2 separate regions of the Mus musculus genome follow, and region 2 is linked to region 1. A link is a contact called in public Hi-C data. All regions are on one chromosome and are shown on one strand. Each heading gives the region's core, a stretch centred on a gene start, on an enhancer-like site or on the middle of the called end of the contact. The rest is flanking DNA. Distances are from core to core; before and after follow the strand shown. Region 1 holds the start of Slc45a1 (solute carrier family 45, member 1). Region 2 has its middle 20 kb from the start of Gm36600.

Region 1 (5,000 bases), core at 1,300-3,799:
GCCAGGCCTCGACCTCCTGTCCGACCCGTCCCCACACCCACCCCTGACCTTCTCAGTTTCCCACCAAGAGCCTCATGGTCTTTGCAGAATAGGAATATAGCTTGTTTCACAGTGCCTGCCCCCACCCATGAACCCTCTCTGGCTTCTCCCTGCTCTTAGACAATGGCAACAGGTGGTGTAGCTCAGTGACATTGTTCAACATAGCCTTCAAGAGGGTCCAGGGTCCAAGCCCAGCACACACACAAACACACAAACACACACATACACAATCACACTACTTAAGCCAGCATGGTAGCATAAACCTATAGAGTTCAAGGTCAGCTTAGGTAGTATAACGAGACCTCATTAAAAGAAGGAAAGGGGGGGTGGGGGATGGAAAGATAGAGGAGTGGAGGGAGGGACAGATGGAGGGGGAGAGATGGAAGGAAGGATGGATGAGGGAGAGAGGTGGAAGAAGGAGGGATGGAGGAAGGGAGAGATGGAGGAGGGAGAGATGGAGGGGGGAGAGATGGAGGGAGGAGAGATGGAGGGAGGAGAGATGGAGGAGGGAGGAAATGACAGGAGTCCTGCCTCCAGCTGCCACTGCAGCCCCTCCTCTCCGACACCTGGGCCTCTGTGCAGCCTCTCCCATCACAAGGCCTCTCAAGCTCTGTGCTCACTGGGCTCTTCCCTGCCCACAGATCTGCCACCTGTGGGCAGATCAACCCTTTGTTGAGAACGTCCTCAGCCTTACGTTGTCTTCGAAGTATCATTTCTTCAACATGTCCTCACCTCAACCCCCACGGCCATGCATCTCCCTCTGGAGCAACCGTGTGGCTGCTCAGCACAGGCCTGTAGTTGTCTGGATCATGTCAGGTCCCCAGGGCGTCTGCACTCACTCCTCTTCCCTGTGCCCAGTGTCACTTCTCTTCAAGATGTCAGTAGAGCTGACCCTTTACCTCCGCGTATTTCTCTAAATATCATTGCCTCCTCAACTCAAACTTGCAGCATCTCTGCCTCTCTCAGCCCCACGCTCCTCCCTCAGCCCCACGCCCCTCCCTCAGCCCCACGCTCCTCCCTCAGCCCCACGCCCCTCCCTCAGCCCCACGCCCCTCCCTCAGCCCCACGCTCCTCCCTCAGCCCCACGCCCCTCCCTCAGCCTCACGCCCCTCCCTCAGCCCCACGCTCCTCCCTCAGCCCCATGCTCCTCCCTCAGCCCTACACCCCTCCCTCAGCCCCACACCCCCTATCTACCTGCTTTCTTGTTTGCTGGAGTTGCTGGAGATCGTAAATATTGATTATCAACCCCATGGCATCTGGTCTCTCCTAAGAAGCATCACCGTGTTTACCTGGCCGCTTCATTAAGTATGTAAGACCCACACTGAATGTGGGCTGCACCATCCCATGGCTGGGGGCCTGGACTGCATGCAAAGGAGCCTTCATCTCTCTCTCTCTCTGCTTCCAGATCGTGGGTGTGGTGTGGGTAGCGCCTCACCCTCCCGCCCCTACGCTGTTCTCTAGAACGAGAGGCCAGAATAAGCCCTCTCCCTGGAGTTGTTTCTTGTGTTTGTGTTTAGTCACAGCCAACATAGGTGTCCTCTTCCCTTACAAAAATGTTGCTAGGCAAGTAAAGACTGCATGCCTGCACACATGTATGCCCTGTGCAGAAGCTGAACTAAGACTCTCAGTGACATGCAACTACACAGTCAACTTCAGCCACAGTCACTGGTGGGCAGCAGAGTCCCGGGAGAGTCACCATAATCTCTCTACCTTAGCAGTTTCATCTGAAATTGTATGTATTCTGAGGGAGTTGTGTGTTCTGACACACCATTGGCATGCTTTACTGTGAATATGCGCAGTGGTGGGTGTGTGTCACAGATGCTATGGGGAGGATCAGAGGGCACATTACTGGAGTTGAATCTGTCCTTCCACCTTTAGTGGGTTCCAGGGACTGAATTCAGATCTCCAGACTTGCTTGGCAAGGCTTGTTACCACTGAGTCATCTCTCCAGCACCTACGTATTTATTTTATTTATCCTATTTAATGTGTATATTCCTCTCTAGCCTGTCAACCCTGAGGTCGGAAAGGTTTCCCCCTCTCTTCCTTACATCAAGGGGTCTAGAATAAAGCCTGGCATAGCCCGGCCACCTGATGGATCTGTGGCCAGAATAATGAGTGTAATACTTTGGGGGATTGGTTTAGTGCAATGGGCACAATTTTAGGGGGTACGTGTTTATCTATAAACATATGCACGGCTATTTACTTAGAATTGAAGACACAAAAATGTATGTATTTCCTTTAAAATGAGAATGAGGAAGAACAGTCACGGGCCCCGGCAAGTGCTTTTATAATACATTCATGACCATGGAAAAACAAACATAAACTATTATATGTCTGTCTTTCTTTTTTCGCTCAGGTTTTTTTGTTTTGTTCTGTTTTTGGAACTGGTCCCACAAAGTCATACTGCCTCCCACTCCTGCATTCTGCCTATAGACCCCGGTTGTCCCCAAAGGTGCGATGGCACAGCCAACCGGCTGCTTTAAGGATGCTCTGCGGGACCTAGCGGCGGGATGCAGCCGTGACGTCACGGCCCCGCCCCACGGGGTGATGCTGCAGCTGCCGCGGCGGGGCCGGGGGCGCCGGGCTAGGACGGAGCTGTACCCCGAAGAACCAGGAACCCAGCCTGGGAAAGGGATGCCTCCCGTCTGGACGTACAGGTACCGGGCGTTTCCTCCTGCGCCCTCTGCCCAGCTCCGCGGCTTGGCGCCGGGAGCAATGCTGCTTAGGCCCCAGGATGATACTAGTGCCCAGGCTGGGGGCTCTAGGCAGGCATGGAGACCTTTGTTCTTCTTGGATGTTTAGTGAATTAAGCTGAGAATGGAACCTCCGGGGGCGCAGCAACCGCAGGCCTAGAGGGAGAAGCAGTCTGGTAAAATTTGCACCCAGCGTCTGCTCTGTTTATTGAGCCCCAGGCCTGTTCCCGGCCACCTGGGCAGGTGTCATCAGCTTCCGGTTCACCTCCTCCCTGAGGCTGAGTCCTCTGGATGGTCAGGGGCCTTTGTAAAACATCTCCTGGGATGTCTGGGTTATGGGGAACAGCACCCTGTCATTACCTCTGTCCTGAGTCATATCGCTGAGGGTGTCATGCTAAAGCTGACACTAGAGGCGGGCAAACCTCCCCTTCATTCTCTTCTGGATAATAACCTCTCACGACCCCTGGAGTCGTTAGAACGTTTGTTTTCCTGTTCTTAGGGGGAGGAGAGTCAGGTGCTGATGAAACAAAGTCAGAGTGCTTCTAGTCGGGACTTTGGAGGCAAGTTAGCCCTGAGTAAGGAGTCAAAGTCCCGGAGATGTAGCAGAACTGGGCCCCGATTCAGTGCTCCATCCCCTTAAGAGGTTTGAACTAACAGCTCTGAGAATCTGTAGGAGGTGAAAGAGAACTGACCCTAAGGCAACCCCATGGGTGGAAAGCCCCCTCCCCCCGTTTTTTGTTTGTTTGTTTGTTTCATTTCGTTTTGTTTTGTTTAACAGAAAAGAGAAAAGAAAATGGGTTGATTCCAAGTGAGATACATTTTTTTAAGTATTCAGGTTATTGCATGTTTCTTTTTTGTTAATCAAGTGCTGTTGAAACAGCCCATAACAGGTTAGGGATGGCTCAGTGGATAAAGAAATTGCTGCCCAAGCAAGGGGACCTGAATTTGAATCCCCATGTCCCATTTAAAGCCACCAGTAGTGGTATCGTGTACCTGCAATCCTGGCAGCCCTAGGGCTGGATAGGAAGCAGAGATGGAAATCTCTTGAAGCTCCTGGGTGGGCTAGCCTGGTGTATCCTGCTGCAAGTCAGAGGTTGTGTCTCTAACTGCCCACAGAAAAGTAACTTTAAAAAAATCTGTCACAGTATAAAATTTTGTAAAGCATTTAACATTTTTTTTCTTGATTTTTCAAGACAGGGTTTCTCTGTGTAGCCCTGGCTGTCCTCGAACTCACTCTGTAGACCAGGCTGACCTTGAACTCAGAAATCTGCCTGCCTCTGCCTCCCGAGTGCTGGGATTAAAGGCATGTGCCACCACTGCCCAACTTCAAATGTAATTTTTTATTTTTAAACCTTAATTTTCACGTGTGTGTGTGTGTGTGTGTGTGTGTGTGTGTGTGTGTGTGTGTGTGTGCCAGTACCTGGGAAGCCAGAGAAGTCATCAGATCTCTAGGAGCTGAAGTTACAGGTGATTGCTGTCCACATGATGTGGGTGCTGGGAACCAAGCGTGGGGCCTCTACAAGAGCAGCAAATGCTCCTAACCTCCCAAGCTATCTCTTCAGCCCAGACAAATACATTTTTTTAATAAAAAAGGTTATTCTGGGACCAGCAATATGACTTAGCGGGTAAATGCATTTGCTACCAAGTCTGGCGACCTGAGCTCCATTCCAGGGACCCAAATGGTGCAAAGAGAACCAAATACTGCAAGCTGTCCTCCTGCTTCCACAGGTGTGTCATGGTTCGAGTATATACACACACACATGCACACACACATGTGCACACACATGCACACACATATGTAGACACATACATGTGCACACACATGCACATGCCACACGTGCACACACATGTACATATACCCACATGCATACATGTGTATACATGTACATACACACATGTACATGTCTGGCTTCCACATGTGTATAATGGTTCCTGTACACACATGCACACACACATGCACACATCATGCTTCCACAGGTGTGTCATGGTTTGTGTGTACAAACATGTATGCGTGCACACATGTCTGGCTTCCACACTTTTCTCATGGTTCATGTACACACACATACACACATGCCTGCTCACACACTCTGATAGATTTATATATAGAGAGAGAGAAAGATAGATAGACAGACAGATAATGGGTAGGTAGGTAGATAGGTAGATAGATGATAGAGGTAATTCTGACCTGACTCCAACACAAACAGGAAGTTTCTCCAAACTTGGGTTTAGTTCTGGCTCCTGGACTAGAGCAGCTGTTTTCAACCTGTA
Region 2 (5,000 bases), core at 796-3,295, 33 kb before region 1:
GGGTAAAGCTCTGTGAAAATCTAGAGGTCAGCTCTTGCATCCGGCCAATGGATAAGAGTCGATGGGGGAGTCAGCAAATTATTCCATTATTTGGTAATAAAGCCTGATATAGCCACAATAAAAGTTAATGATTGCTGCTCTACTTCAGACAAATTGCCAAGTCTAGACTGAGATTTTATATAAATAAGGGCTGGGTTTTTTTCTTTTTGAGACAGGGTCTACAAAGACTGTGTAGCCCTGACTGGCCTGGCACTCACTATACAGACCAGGCTGGCCTTGAACTCACAAAGTCAGCTCTAAGATTTGTCTGAGTGTCGGAGTTATTGGTGAGCCAATATGTCTGCTGGCATATTCATGGGTGCTGAGCAGCAGAGTCTGGGCTTAGCCCAGCCAGTTACTGCATCCACCCAGCTATCTCTCCAGGCCCAGTTCTTCTCTTCTGGAAGGAAAGAATTCAGCTACAATATATAGTTTAAGCTGAGTTTGTCCAACACAGCAAAACATGTCATCCAAAGAGACACCAGTGTGGGCTCTTCCAGAGCAGGAGTGCATACACAGCACAATGAGTTCTGTGTTGTGGATTTTAAAAGTACCTTATGAATATTCATGAGGCAGTTAGCATACACATGAGGTTATGGGGGCTCACTTGGTTTTTCCCTGGTACAGGGAACCAAACCCAGAGCAGTTTGCCCCTATGCTAGACCCCCAAACCCATAGGTATTTGTTCCCATAATCCTCTGGAAAAGTCCTCAAAGTGGGAGTATCAAAACCACAATGAAAACAGCAGTATAGGGAAGCCAGGTCCTTCAAGGATACAGATGTGCATTGTGTGAAGCAAAGGAGGGTCCAGGCTCTTAGGGGACAGAGCTTGAGTTGGCTCTTGGAATGTTGGCCCCTATAGGCACTTGTATGACCCAGTTATAAAAGTCAGAAAGATGTATGTGGAGCAAGAACGTAGATTGTTGTGTGTGTGTGTGTGTATGTGTGTGTGTGTGTGTGTGTGTGTGTGTGTGTGTGTGTGTGTGGGTGAGGAGGCGAGAGGGAGAGGGGGAGAAACTCACATAGCCTAGGCTGGCCTGGAACTTGCTATGACCTTGGACTTCTGATTCTCCTGCTTCACCACCACCACCACTACCGGGTGCTGGGACTACAGATACATGCCACACAATTAACACTGTGCTAAGGACAGAGGCCAGGCATTTGTACCGAGCCAGGCAAACGCTCTGCCTGCTGAATTACATCCCAGCCCTGGGGTTGAGATGGCTCTGAGGAACCAGGGCGGTGGAATCTCCACAGAATTTCTGCTTCTGTTCCACCAGGGCTTAAGCTGTGCCCAGGGAAAGGGCCACAAATACTGTAACTTCCAGCCGTGAGGGAAAACCATCATGTCGTTAATACACTGGGGACACATGAGAGGAAGTGGTGGCTTCCAACACTGCAGCTGGGTTGACCTTGTTCCCTGGGAGCAAACAGTCTTCCCTACATCTTTGGTGGATGCTTCAACACAGCATAGTAGGTAACAGAAAGTGGGGGCTCTGTTAAATCAACACCCTAGAAATGAAGGCTTTGGCATCCTGGGGGCGGGGAGTTGCCCGTCAACCCGCAGCAGGGCCATCTCTCCTCCCACATCAGCATCAGTAGCAGGTGAGTTTGCTTGTGATAAACCCCTGGGGGCCTCATCCTCCTACAACTGCCATTCCCTGTGTGGCTTTTTCTGATTGGAAGTTGACCCAGAGCCTGAACGCCACCGCGAGCTGCCAGATCACATTTTCAACAATTGCAAAAACAACAGTTTCTGCTGTTCCCAGCACAGCTTTGAGCCAATAAAATTAATTACCTCACCTAGGAAATTAGCCCCGTGTTTTGCCTGCAAAGGTCAATGTTCATACAGAGAAAGGCTCTCAAACACAGCTTGCTGGAGTGTAAGCATTTATCACGTGGAGGACAGGAACTCTTTGTCCACAGCCTGTTTACTTTATTAGGTAGTTACCTGGGGCACACTCAGCAGTCTGCTTCCTGTCCCAGTTTCTCTTGCCCAAGACCTTGGGCAACTGTTTATCTGACAGAGTGTCCTGTCCTCTGTCCCTTCTTCTGGGAATAGAGGCAGAGGACACTGCACAAATAAATCACCTGGCGCGTGCATTCATTCCTGATTTCTGCAGCGAGAGTGAGTGCGCGGTGCTTGCTAGAAATAGTTATGAAAGAGAAAGTTGCTGCAATCACAGGGACTCAGGTGTGCAGTCTCCTCCCGTGCCTTCTGCTTGCGTCAGGTTGAGTTTCTGATGTTGTCAGCAAATAACTGTACTGATGATGGGGGACGGTAATCACTCAGAAGTCACCTTCTCTTTTTATGAGGTCTGGATGTTAGAGGGACCCTGACTCAGCTGCCTCTAACCAGCCTCCTATTGATTGTGCCATGTTCTGCTTTTAGTTCACAGCTGCACACTAACTAGTTCATTAGCTATTCACAAGTCTCACACTAACTAGTTCACAGTTTCACACTAACTAGCTCATAAGCCACTAACTAGTTCATAGGCTACTAACTAGTTCACAGTCACACACTAACTAGTACACAAGTCACTAACTAGTTCAGTCTCTAACTAGTTGATAGTCTCACACTTAACTAGTTCAGTATCACACTAACTAGTTCACAAGTCAGTCGCATAGGAGGTTGTTATATAAGAACACCCACCCAACTCAGCATTTCCCACCTCTGGGAAGTGGTCCCAAGGATGAGTGTCTGAACATCGGGCACAGAAATCTCAAGTTAGGTAAACCAGCTGGGAGACAGGGGACGGCCATCAACAAACTAGCTTAAGAGTGTGATTTGCACCGGGCAGTGGTGGCGCACGCCTTTAATCCCAGCACTTGAGAGGCAAAGGCAGGTGGATTTCTGAGTTCGAGGCCAGCATGGTCTACAGAGTGAGTTCCAGGACAGCCAGGGCTACACAGAGAAACCCTGTCTTGAAAAAACCAAAAGAGAGAGAGAGAGAGAGAGAGAGAGAAAGAAAGAAAGAAAGAAAGAAAGAAAGAAAGAAAGAAAGAAAGAAAGAAAGAGAAAAACAAAACAAAAAAGTGTGATTTGTGTACCCTCAAATATCACCACATATCTCATGTGGGTTTACCTGGATCTATTTTAATTAATTAATTGTTTGGGTTGGGATCTCACAAATTCCCTGATGGCTTCAAACTATGCAGTGGGTGATAACCTTGAACCTTGCAGACATCTTTTTTCTCTTGCTTGCTTTCCGGTCTTCTCCAAGTACCAATTCTGAAAGTTGACCAACAGAACACTGTCACACTGTGATATGAACCTGGCTTTGCATTTCATTTGACCTACTGGAGTTTCTGCTTTTTCTATTGGAATTGCTGTCATATGTGTAGTGGGTCCTGAGAATGTTGGCACCTTTTTGATGTATAGAATCGCCAGCCCTCTGTGGTGACATTTTTGAGAATTCCAGAATTTTGGTTTCTTTTAAAAACATGGACCTATTATAAGAGTGTGCTTTCATTTCGATTGTCTGCAGCAGCTGACTATGATTTGCCTCCTGCTCTAGCAGAGGCGTGGTTCTGCCAGGAGTGGCTAATGTCTGCGACTGTGTGACATTTGGAATTCTGGGAACATTTCACAGGGTACATAAACACTAGGGTCCTGAGAGTGCGTGGGGGTGATAGCTAGTCATTTAGGAAGGTTGGTTGCGGTGCGTTAGTAGCTGTGGTCAAAGAAGAAACAAAAGGAAAGACATTAGAAAGGAAAGATGTTAGACTCAGGGGTCTCGTCCTCTCTGTCCTTTCTCTCCTGTCTAGTGTCAGGAGGTGAAGGCAGAGGAAAGGAGAGCAGGGAAAAAGAAAAACCCATAAAGTTAGCAAAGACACGTCGCAGCCCTCCGTGGGCCCGGTGCCCTATCAGGTTTTAAATGTGTCCTTCCAAACCTTATGTGAATATCCTTCTAACTAGTTTCCCAAAATATGATAAGCAAATCCATGCCAATATTAATTTCCAGTGAAGCACACAAGAGCAAGACAAGAATGTCACCAATGGTTCCAAGCACTCAAGTATGTCTAGGCCAAGTGTTGTTTGATAAATAATTACCTAATGAGTGGGAACTCCCCATGGAGATTATTCCTCATCCCCACAACCCCACCCTGTCCCCGCCTCTGCCATCTTCTTTCCCAGCTACAGCAAAGAGAGTATCAACCTTTTACTCTCATTGCCAAAACCAGCCACCCTTCCCCAACTACTTTCTGTTTGGAAGTTTTGTTACATTTTGAAGTGTGTGTGTGTGTGTGTGTGTGTGAGAGAGAGTGAGAGAGAGAGAGAGAGAGAGAGAGAGTGAGTATGTGTGAGTGAGAGTGTGTGTGAGAGAGTATATGTGTGAGTGAGTGTGTGTGTGTATGTGTGTGTGTGTCTGGTGTGCACATACATACCATGCATGTGACAGTCCCCTCCCTCCACCACGCAAATCAAATTCCAGTCCAGGCTTGAAGAAAGCACCTTTACCCTATGAACACCTAGTCGTCCCTCGAACACTTTAATGATTTTTTTCTAGGATATTTTCTTGATATCCTAGAGTGAAAAATGTATATGGTAACCTGGAATACCAACACTGAAGAGGCTGAGGCAGGAGGATGCTCAGGTTAGACTGTGAGATCTAACTGCCTCCAAAAAGAAAAACAGTTTGGTGGGCAAGGGTTAGAACTTAATGGTTTGGCACCTGGCAAGTTCAAGGCCCCGATTTCTAGCCCAAGCACACACGTGTATGCTCATGCATGCAGAGAGAGAGAGAGAGAGAGAGAGAGAGAGAGAGAGAGAGAGAGAGAGGGAGAGACTCAGAAGTACATGGTGCCTTCCACTATATACAAAAATAGAGACATATTTACAGCTTTGCTTCAAATCCTTGTTCTCTTTAGGACCCCCTGGAAATCATGACCTACTGAGCTAATCCACTCATAGGATGTCACAAGGACACCAAGGCCACAAGGGCTGGAGTCAGAATCGC

The links. A called contact is a pair of places that touch in the nucleus more often than the background predicts.
Region 2: a contact with region 1 is called in a Hi-C map of uterus, with 1.7 times the contacts expected there. The contact joins the enhancer-like site here to the promoter of Slc45a1 in region 1. A contact is called at or near these places in 2 of 39 promoter capture datasets (liver and macrophages), 3 of 15 datasets of contacts at CTCF or cohesin (embryonic stem cells and stem cell-derived epiblast-like cells), 26 of 484 Hi-C or Micro-C datasets (the C3H10T1/2 cell line, the G1E-ER4 cell line, the HPC-7 cell line and 12 more), 4 of 115 datasets of contacts at active chromatin or transcription factors (embryonic limb bud and embryonic stem cells) and 1 of 9 other capture datasets (adipose tissue).

What each region holds. Positions count from the first base shown.
Region 1 is chr4:150,649,723-150,654,722 of GRCm38.p6, reverse strand. It overlaps Slc45a1 (solute carrier family 45, member 1), which reads left to right and starts at 2,549. Exons shown (of 9, transcript NM_173774.3): 1 at 2,549-2,696.
Region 2 is chr4:150,682,341-150,687,340 of GRCm38.p6, reverse strand. No RefSeq gene overlaps it. Among named protein-coding and RNA genes, the nearest start is that of Gm36600, 20 kb to the left of the region's middle. Within about 2 kb of position 2,045, at least 48 of the 459 cell types and tissues checked have an H3K27ac peak or open chromatin away from gene starts, as enhancers often do. A contact at or near this core is called in the G1E-ER4 cell line, embryonic limb bud, liver and 1 more, where this site is marked.